2 separate regions of the Mus musculus genome follow, and region 2 is linked to region 1. A link is a contact called in public Hi-C data. All regions are on one chromosome and are shown on one strand. Each heading gives the region's core, a stretch centred on a gene start, on an enhancer-like site or on the middle of the called end of the contact. The rest is flanking DNA. Distances are from core to core; before and after follow the strand shown.

The links. A called contact is a pair of places that touch in the nucleus more often than the background predicts.
Region 2: a contact with region 1 is called in a Hi-C map of CD4 T cells, with 4 times the contacts expected there. The contact joins the promoter of Mrps30 here to the promoter of Pelo in region 1.

What each region holds. Positions count from the first base shown.
Region 1 is chr13:115,087,163-115,092,250 of GRCm38.p6, forward strand. Pelo (pelota mRNA surveillance and ribosome rescue factor) reads right to left here and starts at 2,996. Exons shown (of 2, transcript NM_134058.3): 1 at 2,032-2,996; 2 at 1,193-1,799. The coding sequence starts at 2,757. The coding sequence ends at 1,368. The region is part of intron 1 of Itga1 (integrin alpha 1); the gene reads right to left.
Region 2 is chr13:118,384,093-118,389,180 of GRCm38.p6, forward strand. Mrps30 (mitochondrial ribosomal protein S30) reads right to left here and starts at 3,160. Exons shown (of 5, transcript NM_021556.3): 1 at 2,560-3,160; 2 at 1,142-1,287; 3 at 475-580. The coding sequence starts at 3,142.

The DNA of each region.
Region 1 (5,088 bases), core at 1,746-4,245:
ATGTCCTGAGATTAGGATTCATCACCAACCAGGTCCTACATTTAAAAACTATAATGGCTTCCTCTCTGTATTCCTATTACGTTATTTAAGAAGATACTTTTAATATTGCTTTAAAGCTAACTATTAAAATGAAAGGACAACCTGAGTTATTTTTAGGAGGTGGATATAGAAATATCATGAGTGTATCAGTTCCCAGCATCATTTATCCAAAAATAACTCTAAAACATGTTATATACCTCAAGGAAGCCAGCAGATAATAAAACCTTAAGTATATAGGATAAAGACATCTGTGATCCAGACTTCAGACAGAATTCCTAATCATGTGCTACACTGAGGCTTGTAAAAGATCAAGCTGCAATCCCTAATTTCCAAGGTTCCCTCTCTCTGAGATCCAAGCTATGTAGTTCAAAATATTCTAAACGGTAATTTGTAGAAATTCCTCATCTACAGTAAGGATTACTAGACTACAACTTCATGAATCACTCAACTCCCTGAACATGCTTTCTTCAAATATAGCATAGTCCAGTAAGAACATGAGCGCACAGACTAATGCCACAGGCACCCTGGGAACATTTAACACTGACAAGCCATAGTAAATAAAACACAGGAAGATATGGTACCATTTCCATGTCAAGAAACGTCCAGTTTCCCCATTCATCAGCCACACAGTAAGCAAGCCACACTCTCACCTCAGCTGTAGAGGCCTGATGAGACTATGCTGAGATGTCTAGGAGATCAAACCTCTACTGTCTGAAAATAATTTCTCTACAGAAAATAGATTAGAACCACAAAGAGCAACAAGCAGATCTTTAAAATGATGTTTAACAAATCCCTGAAAGAAAATAACATTTAGACTGGCTTTATTTACTGTTTGGCTACCACTTCAAATCGTGAATGTAGTCAAAATCTTGCGGGGGGGGGGGGGGGAGGGGGGAAGGGTGAGGGAGGGGAGGGGGAAGCTAGAAAGAGGTGAAAAAAAGTGGAGCATGAAATGAAATTCGGAAACACCAAGTCGAATGGAAATAAACATCAAAAGAGATAAAAGCCTTTTAGGAGGAAAACCAAGAAAAGTTGGTATGTGGGGTTTCATCATCAAACCCTCAAACAGCCTTTCTTTTTTTTTTTTTTTCTCTTAACTACACAAGTTGCTGTTTCCAGGTATTTAAAAAACAGTAACTCGAACTAGAAAACATAAGCTTGGACATCGTCGTGATTTATTTAATTTGAATACATGTCCTGCCCACCAAATCATAAAACACTTAATGTGAACCCAACACACAAGAAACCCCAGCAGGATCAACAAGTGCTGCTCTGGCACCTGCCAAGGATGCTGAGAAAACCAGGGAAGAAACTATTAACTGCCAGTCTTAATCCTCTTCAGAACTTGAATCATCCTCTTGGTCAGAAAGTTCTGGCACTGGGAAGCGGAGAATGGCGGCTACTCCCGTCAGCTGGCCCAGCTGTTCCCCCGACACATGGAGACTAGAGAATATCCTTACGGTGCCCGCATTCTCCTTCACACTGTCCACTAGCCTGACATACCGGCTCCGGGTGGCCACATCCTGATGCCGGAAGAGCTCGTCACTGATGAGCAAAGTGTCTATGGCCAAGGCTTCGTTGGCCCTCTCCACCTGCTTGAGTCCATAGAACGCTCGGTCGGGCTCGTGCTGTAACATTTTGTAGAAGTCATCCAAGGCTTTTACTTCGCCCGCTGCCTTTGTGTCTGAAAGGCGGCTCGCTACAGTAGGGTCGCAGAGGGCCTCTTTCAGGGAGTACTTGTGTCCAGAGGAGGCGTGCACCTAGAATCACAATTATAAAAGACAAAGAATCTCTGAAAGTATCCATTAATCAGCCCACGATGACATTTGACAAACACATGAATAAGGCCTAACCTGTTTAAGGACTTGGACAACTTTTTAAAGTGCTAGATACTGCAGGGTTCAGTTACAATCTCATTTATAGTCCCAGCCAAGCCTTCGGCTCCTCCCCATTCTAAAACATTAGGAAACTCTCTCTGGGTAAGATTTTTACCTGAAGGAATTTGGAGCGGTTTTCCAGGAGCACTTTATTGTCCGTCTTCACAGCTTGCTGAAACATGTAATCGCAGAACTGCTCTCGCACGAATCCAGGGCTGGCCACCAGAACGCACTTTACAACCTCGAAGTTTATGTGGCGCTGGATGGCCTGGACCACCTGTTCATAGAACCGCTCCAGGGCCCGGTCATGCTGGGAGCAGTTGCCTTTCCGTTTCCTGGGGATGTTCACCTCCACCTTGGCCCGGGTAAGGGTCATGCTGGGCGTGACTAAGCAGACGTGGGCCAGGCCCTCCTGCATGACCACAGCTGCCACATCAGCGCTCCACGCCGGGTCGCAAGCCTGCTCGATGCGTTCCAGAACCACACTGTCCCACTGTTTCTTGGCCAGGGTGAACTGGCGGTTGGGCTCCAGTTCGATGGTGTGGTAAGCCCCCATCTTGACATACTCATTCTCTTGGATATTGGTCCCCTTCACCCGCAGCTGGCAGGCCTGGGAGTCGAAGTCGATGGCCTCCACGCAAAGGGTGAGGGTGGTGCGGACACGGTTGCTCCCCACGCTGCCTGTGGAGGACTCGGTCTGGACCTTGCGGATGGTGGAGGCGCGCAGGCTGTCGCCCACCTGCACTAAATTGAAGGTGTGCCACATGTCCTCGGGCTCCTCGGGGACGAGGGTGACCTGGCCCGCATTGTCCTTCTCGATATCCTTCCTCACGAGCTTCATGACCTCAGCAGGGGCTCAGTTCAGAACAGGGGACGCTAGGGGGGGGGGGGGTGTCCCCAGGAGGGGGGGCCGGGGCAGGGAAGGGGCGGCGGGCTCAGGCCCGGAAGGAAACACTACCTCTAACTCTTGCAGCTCGGGACAGCACTTTTACCCCACGCTTTTTCTCAAGTCTCCGCGCGCTGGCCCACGCGCGGCGCGGCAAACCTCACGCTCAGCACGAGTCAACTCTCGGGACTTCCAGTCGCCGGCCCCGCGAAACCGGCTGACGCGGCGATCGCGCAGGCGCAGCCCGCCTCCCGGCGCAAGTCTGTTGTGGGTCCCTACCAGAGAGGCGGGGCCTGTCGGCGGCGCGCGCACGCAGGCGCAGTAAAAGGAAAGGCTCGCCCTAGATAAACGTCAAAGGAGGCGGTCAGCGCTCTGAAAAGCTAAGCTTTTCCCGGCACATCCCTGTGTGCGAGCACATGCCAAGTACGTGAATGCAAACATATGTATTTAAGCTGGATTTATCATTCTGCACCTTAGCGTGAAGCCAGCTTCAGAACTTATATAAAAGTGAAAAGCGCCCTCAAAAGTTCAGACTTGCCCCCCCCATCCCCGGCGAAGTTCAAACTCTGCCTGGCTTTGCTCGCTCTTTCCCTACCAGCACTCAGACCGACGAGCTTGTTGGCTCAGAGAGATCCAGAAGCGGTTTCTAAGAACTAGTCACGTACAGTCTGGGCTCAGCAACGTGTCCAGCTGTTTTCTGCGCCTGTTACCCTGTTTGCACGATCCAGTTAACCCAGATGTTAAAGGACAGAGCCCAGAGAGAGCAGTGGAATGCGTGGAATGTACCCCTGGTGGACCTCTATGTAGCTTGACCTGATTGATGTCCTGGGAATCCCAGAATCCAAAGTTGGCCGACTCAGCGCAGTAGTCTCTGAGGCGTTCAGTGTGGGAGCCGGACTGCAGTAGATTAGCGCTCGATCTTCCCTGCCACTGACTAGCCAAAAGTTGAGGATATGGGAAGTAAAGATAAGCTAATCTAATATGACCACCCCAAAAGAAGAGCCAAAGAGTTGGTTGTAAAGGAAAAGAAAAGAAAAAGAAAAACAAATAAACAAAAATCCATTCCGTTTCTCCCATCCCCTTTGGTACAGTGGCGATGGAAATACAGAGAAGTCTCTTTCTGAATGAAGACAGTGGGGGGAGCAGAGAAATCCTGACCACTTAGGCTCGCTCACTGCGTTTTGTGTAAGGATTTTAAAGCAGAGCCTTAATTGAGGAGAGGAGGTTAAAGGGAGGGTTAATCGTGTTAACTGATGTCAGCCATCTTTCTTAGAGGTTGGTGTGTGTTGCGGGGGTGGTGGTGGTTGTCCAAGACTCCAGTATAAATTTGCACCTTAACTTGCTTTGTATCCTCTCTCCCCCCACTCCGCACCCCCCTCCCATCTAATTTACCATCTTCTTATCACAGAGCCTCTAACTCACATTGCTTTGTTCCTCTAAAGCCTTTCACCGAACCAGGCACGGGTCTCACTAAAGCAAGAAAGTAGACCTTCCTGGACTCTTAATGAATGAAAGGTTTTCCCTGAAATACTGTCAACTTTTGAAAATTTCTCAAGCACTTTCTCACTCTTATAAGGAAAATGCTACCCTAATTTGAAACAATAAATAAATAAATAAATAAATAAATAAAACGAAGTTAGGAGGAAGTTAACAAATGTTCTCAAAATCATGTAACTGGCATTCAGAGCCAGGCCGGATTAGCCCCACCCACTACCACCATGAACAATCCGTCCTATATACATAACCCTCTCTGCCAAGGCAAGCTATGTGCTGTTAGCCCCTGCTGCTTCCTTTGATTGACAGCTTTGCCTGTTCACTGGAATCAACCTAGAAGGTTTGGAATGCCTTGACCCCTCCCCCACACCTTAAAGTCATTACATTCTTCAGCACATAATTTTGTTTCTACCAAACTTAGGTAATCATTCATTTGGATTTTACTTTTAAAAACTGAGTGCATTTATTTCTACATCTGTTACATGGCAAACTCATAATGATTCATTTCATATTTCATGACATTTTTTTAAAGTTGTAAGGCCAACATCTTGGGGGGGGGGATTATGGGGTCCCATGTAGCACAAGATGACCTCTAACTGGATATAGAGCAAAGGATGACCTTGAACGTCCAACCCTCTTGCCTTCATCCCCTAAACATTGGGATTAGAGGCAGGTAGGGCTTCACCCTAAGGCTTTTAAGAGGCTCAAACTTGGGGCTTTGTAAACATTGTTCCTACTGAACTACATCCCCTGCCCTAGGCTACTTTTTAAAATGACATTGTTCTCAGTGAT
Region 2 (5,088 bases), core at 1,910-4,409, 3.3 Mb after region 1:
GAGGACTATGACAATGCTTCTGAAGGCCTTTGTTGAGAACATCAAGGTGTGTGAGGGCCTACAAGTGCTTGACCTCCTGATGTTCCTACGAGGTGTAGAATGAGCAGGATGCGTCAATGGAAGGCCACTCATGACCCCACGTCATGCAGCAAACACAAAACTTTCAAATTAAGAGCTAAATTTCTCTCCAATTTTCATTTATGTTATAATACCTTCAGATTATGAACAGTATTGCTCATAGCCAATTAACCTTCTGAGTCTTTAAGAATTGAAACTGAGCTAGGTGTGGCAATATACCATCCTACGGTAGGAAGGGAAGAGGCAAGGGGGCTCCTGCCCCAACTTCAGGGCCAAGCAGGGCTACTAAGACACAGAAACCCTATCTCCACCAGAAAAAATAAAATAAAATATAATAATTCAAAATTAAACTTCCCCATATATCTTCTATGGGTCAAAATGTAAAGAGAAACTTACCAGTAAATATACTGTTTTCATACTGCCGTCTGAACAATGGAAGCTTGTCTGGTTTACATTTCATCACAGGGATTTCTGTAGGGATGGAGTAATCCAATGGCACAAACTTGAAGAATAAAAAAACAGACAGGGAAGTCAGAAACACTGTATCCACCTCATTTACACTAGCTTACCTTTAAACTTTTTCAATGAGTTATTCTTTACAAAATAATCTTATTATACAAATTGAGTATCTCTGAATCAAAAGTCTGAAGTGTTTCAAACTTCATGTTTCCAAAGTTGGGAACATTCAGAGCCTGCGAGACGGACGTTCCTAAATCAAATGCTAAGTCTGAGATGCTCTGACTTCTGCAGTGTTTCAATCAGCACTGTCAAAACAGAAGAGCTCACCGGCACTAACATCTGCTGATGGGACTAAAGCGGTCATATGGAGAAAGTTTTTAAAAATCCTGCTATAATAAACTATCATAAATTGATTTACCTACTTGATCTTGGTAGAACATAACACTCCAAACTAGAGAGTTGAAAAAGACTTCCAGAAAAGTTGCCATCATGAACAAACATGGAAGGCAAGAAATCTACCAACATACCTCACCACAGTCAACCAGTTACCTGATTGCCTTTTGGCAATGCTCACACCGGATGCCAACAGATACAAAACTCTTACCTCTGGGAGTTGCTTAGATATTCGAATCTGGTTGTGTGGTTTGTCATTTATTTGGTATCGTAAAGCATCAATATGGCCTTTTCGATGACCAGCAGGAATGCGTTCTTCACCACGCAACCAGTAAAAGTCAACAGAGCGTTTACAATCTATCAAGAGATGCAAAATTTTCTTTATTATTTAGAGAAAATTGGTTATTAGTTACGTAGTCATAAACATGTGATGAGCAGCATGTCTAAGATATATACATATTAAAACTGAGAATCTAAGAATCTGAGTTTCATGCTTTATCCATTATGTCTCAAATACAGTACACGAAAACTTCATTTTGCTCCCCACTGTAATTGACACGATTATTTAGTTAAAACTAAAGATGCTAAAATGAACAGCAACCACTCACCGGAATAAGATGAGAACTGATCAGTATTCCGTTTACTACCAGTCTAAAAGGTACATACAATTCTCATCACTGCCATTTTGTACAAGATGAACTTAATTTCATCTGAACAAGGTTAAGTTTTCTAAGCCACCAATGGAAAGTAGTCAAAAGTTCCTCTACCTTCCTAACACACTACTTTTCTTGTACACACAAGGAAGGGAAGTAATACAGACACTATAAGATTCAGTTTAGAACACATCTACAGCCATGATAGAATTAATTCAATAATTACTAAGACACCTTCTGGGTTATAGACATAAACGGATTACAAACACATTATCAGCTGGGGTGTAACTCAAAGACAGAGAGTATTCTAGTCCCTGAGTTCAACCTTCTGTACTACCACCCCATCAAAACCAAACAAAAACATACATTCTTTTTCACGTCCACACTGAACGAAAATTTCTGTTTACTGGGACCAAATCTTGACCCCTCAACCTACCAGATGTTGGGCCTGAAGGCAGCAACACTTACCGTGTGTCTTTTTCACTCTTCATTTATAAAATGAATCCATGATATGTACTCTGTTATTATGAGGATTAAGTAGGTGGCATTTAGAACATTTGGGAAAGGGATCGACACACAGTAGTAAATGCTAAGAAAATGTTAGTAACGCTGATAATATCTTATTTACCTTTCGACATTCTAGGGCCAAACAGTATTACAGTAATTCTCATCTTGATATTAAGGCAAAGTAAGAGAGGTTGATGTTTTACCCATGGTCACCCAGCTTTCGTGTGAAGCAGTCAAAAGACAACCGTCTCTTAGAAACTTTTGGCTGCTCAGACACAAAACCTGATCAAAGCATGGAAACGTGATGAGCTTCGGGTGAGACTAAACTTTAACAAGTAGTCCTTAGGAGGGCAGGCCGCCTGAAACTTGGTCCGTAAGTCCTAACTCAGTGAGTGCTACTGAACCTGCAGGAAAGCTTGGCCGACGGCGTCCCCACTTCCCCCGTTCAGGGTGGGAGTTCCAAGCTCACCGAGAGCGGCAGTGCTCAGGACAGGGTTGAGTGGAGCGAGCAGGTTCACGAGCGTCCTCACTACCTGGTCCAGGATGGAGGAGGCGAGGGCCTGGCGACGATCGAAGAGGGAGCGGGGCCGGCGGCGCCGCACGTAGACCTGCTCCTGCAAGATGCAGTCGCACACGGCGGCGCGCAGGGCGGCGAGGTCGAGCGAGGGCGGCGGCGGCGACAGCGCCGGGGCGGGCGGCAGGCCCGAGACAAACACGGTCTTGGTGAAGCTCTGGTACCAGCGGTCGGCGTTCAAGGCGGAGATCTGCGGATGCACCACGTACTTCTTGAACTGCATCTTGGTGAGAATCCGTATCTTCTCGTCCACCGAGGGGGCCGCGTGCACCGTCGCCTGCCAGCGCTGCACCCGCCGCTGCCGCGCCGCTTTGCTGTCGGCGGTCATGGAAGCCACGATCGGCGGGTACCGCGCGACGGGCGTCGCCACGACCTCCAGGTCTCTCACCTCCGGGGCCGTAGCGGACGCCTTAGCAGCGGCATTCTGGGACAATCCCCGGCCGCGGGGCACCAGCTTCCAATACCTGGCCGCCGCCATTTTCGCCCGCCGCGACCCGGAACTTGAGGTCAACTGGCAGGAATTGTTCCTCTTCGCTTGCCGTAGGGACCAATCGCTTCTTGGAGGCGGGTGCTCTGAGTGTCTGTGGTGCGTTGTGTCATCCAGTTTGCAACCAATCAGTATGCTCCTTGAAGTTTGTTGTATTCTTTTTGAGTATTTGTCTGCGATAAAAATTCGCTTACCCCAGATATTTTCCCACCGGTTATGCTCTGAAGAATGAAACAATTAAAGTCCTTGCTCGTAGGATGTTTTAGGAACTCGCACTTTTTTTCACACGCAAACATTCAGAAATATCCTCCAGCCGGGCGGTGGTGGCGCACGCCTTTAATCCCAGCATTTGGGAGGCAGAGGCAGGTGTATTTCTGAGTTCGAGACCAGGCTGGTCTACAGAGTGAGTTCCAGGACAGCCAGGGCTATACAGAGAAACCCTGTCTCCAAAACAAAACAAAACAAACAAACAAACAAAGAAATATCTTCCAAAGAGAAACTTAAAATCCATACAGTTCTGACGTCATTTGTGTACCTCATATAGTCTGTTACCCTCCATCACCTTTAGAACTAGAATTTTATGAAATACAACATGTCTTTACTTATTCTTGCTAATTATAAAAATTATATCAGCATCACTTACCTGTGAACGCGACTAAACTTTAGGAAAACTATTTCATACATTCTTCAGTGCTAATGAGGTAATATAATTTATTTTGAAACGGGGAAATGTGTTTTTAGTTGAATATACAAGACGTCGGGGAATACATGAAATAAATCATACTAAGCAATTTGTTTGAATTTTGCTGTGTATTAAACTCTTTACTAGTTTGAAATGAACTGATTCTTTACAATAAACTTAATAAAGAAGCTATTACTTTATTTTTCAGCCTAATATGATTCAAATCTTTTCAGTTGCATGCAAGGAAGCAGACATAAAGCCAAAAGCTACCCACTGTCTTAGGGGCAGAGGTGGTACTAGGTCCCAGGTTGTCTGCTACTCAAGCTGTTTCATTTAATGGATATTTATGAGTGCGCCCTATGTGTTACGGTGCTAAATGTCTTCTTACTTAGTGAGCCAAAGAGACCTTGCATTCTTTTTGTTTTGTTTTGTTTTGTTTGTTTTTCGAGACAGGGTTTCTCTGTATAGCCCTGGCTATCCTGGAATTCACTCTGTAGACCAGGCTGGCCTCGAACTCAGAAATACACCTGCCTCTGCCTCCCAAGGGCTGGGATTAAAGGCGTGCACCACCACGCCCGGCTGAGACCTTGCATTCTTAACAGGAAGGAAAATCGTAATCATAATACATAACTTTATGATTTATTATAAACTCATAGGTGCCATGGAAAAAATAAAGTGGGTAAAGAAAAATATCAGTGTGCTCTAGTGTGTGGGTAGATGTTTGCCATGTAAAAAGCCTGACCAGAGGACTATTTTTTTGTAAAGATATCATTTGAGAAATGAGTCATGAAAATACTGGAGAGGGAGGTTCCAGAAGGAGAAACACATGCAGAGATTCTGAAATGGGAGCATAACCTGAAGATACAAGTGGAATGGCCACGTGAATGAAAAAAAAATATAGATAATGGGTATAACAGAAACCCAAAACCTTAGTAGGCACCCAGACATTAGCAGAACTGATTTCATAATAGAAGGTGAATTCAGGCCCTAAAACTCAACACATAGACAAGAGCACTCGCCAAAATGGAAACAAAGATCTAATCCATTCAAATCCATAGTTCTGGGGAAAGTCTCTAAATTTATTAACCTTGCTTTTTTGGCTTCAGTTCCATTTCTGACTGTTTTTGTTAACTGATATATGTCAACTCAGGACACGTTTTTTTTGTTTTTTGTTTGTTTTTAATTTTATTATTATTATTTTTTTGTAGTTAAAAGCTCACCCTGGGATCCCTTGGTGTAGTTGTTGATCAGCTAA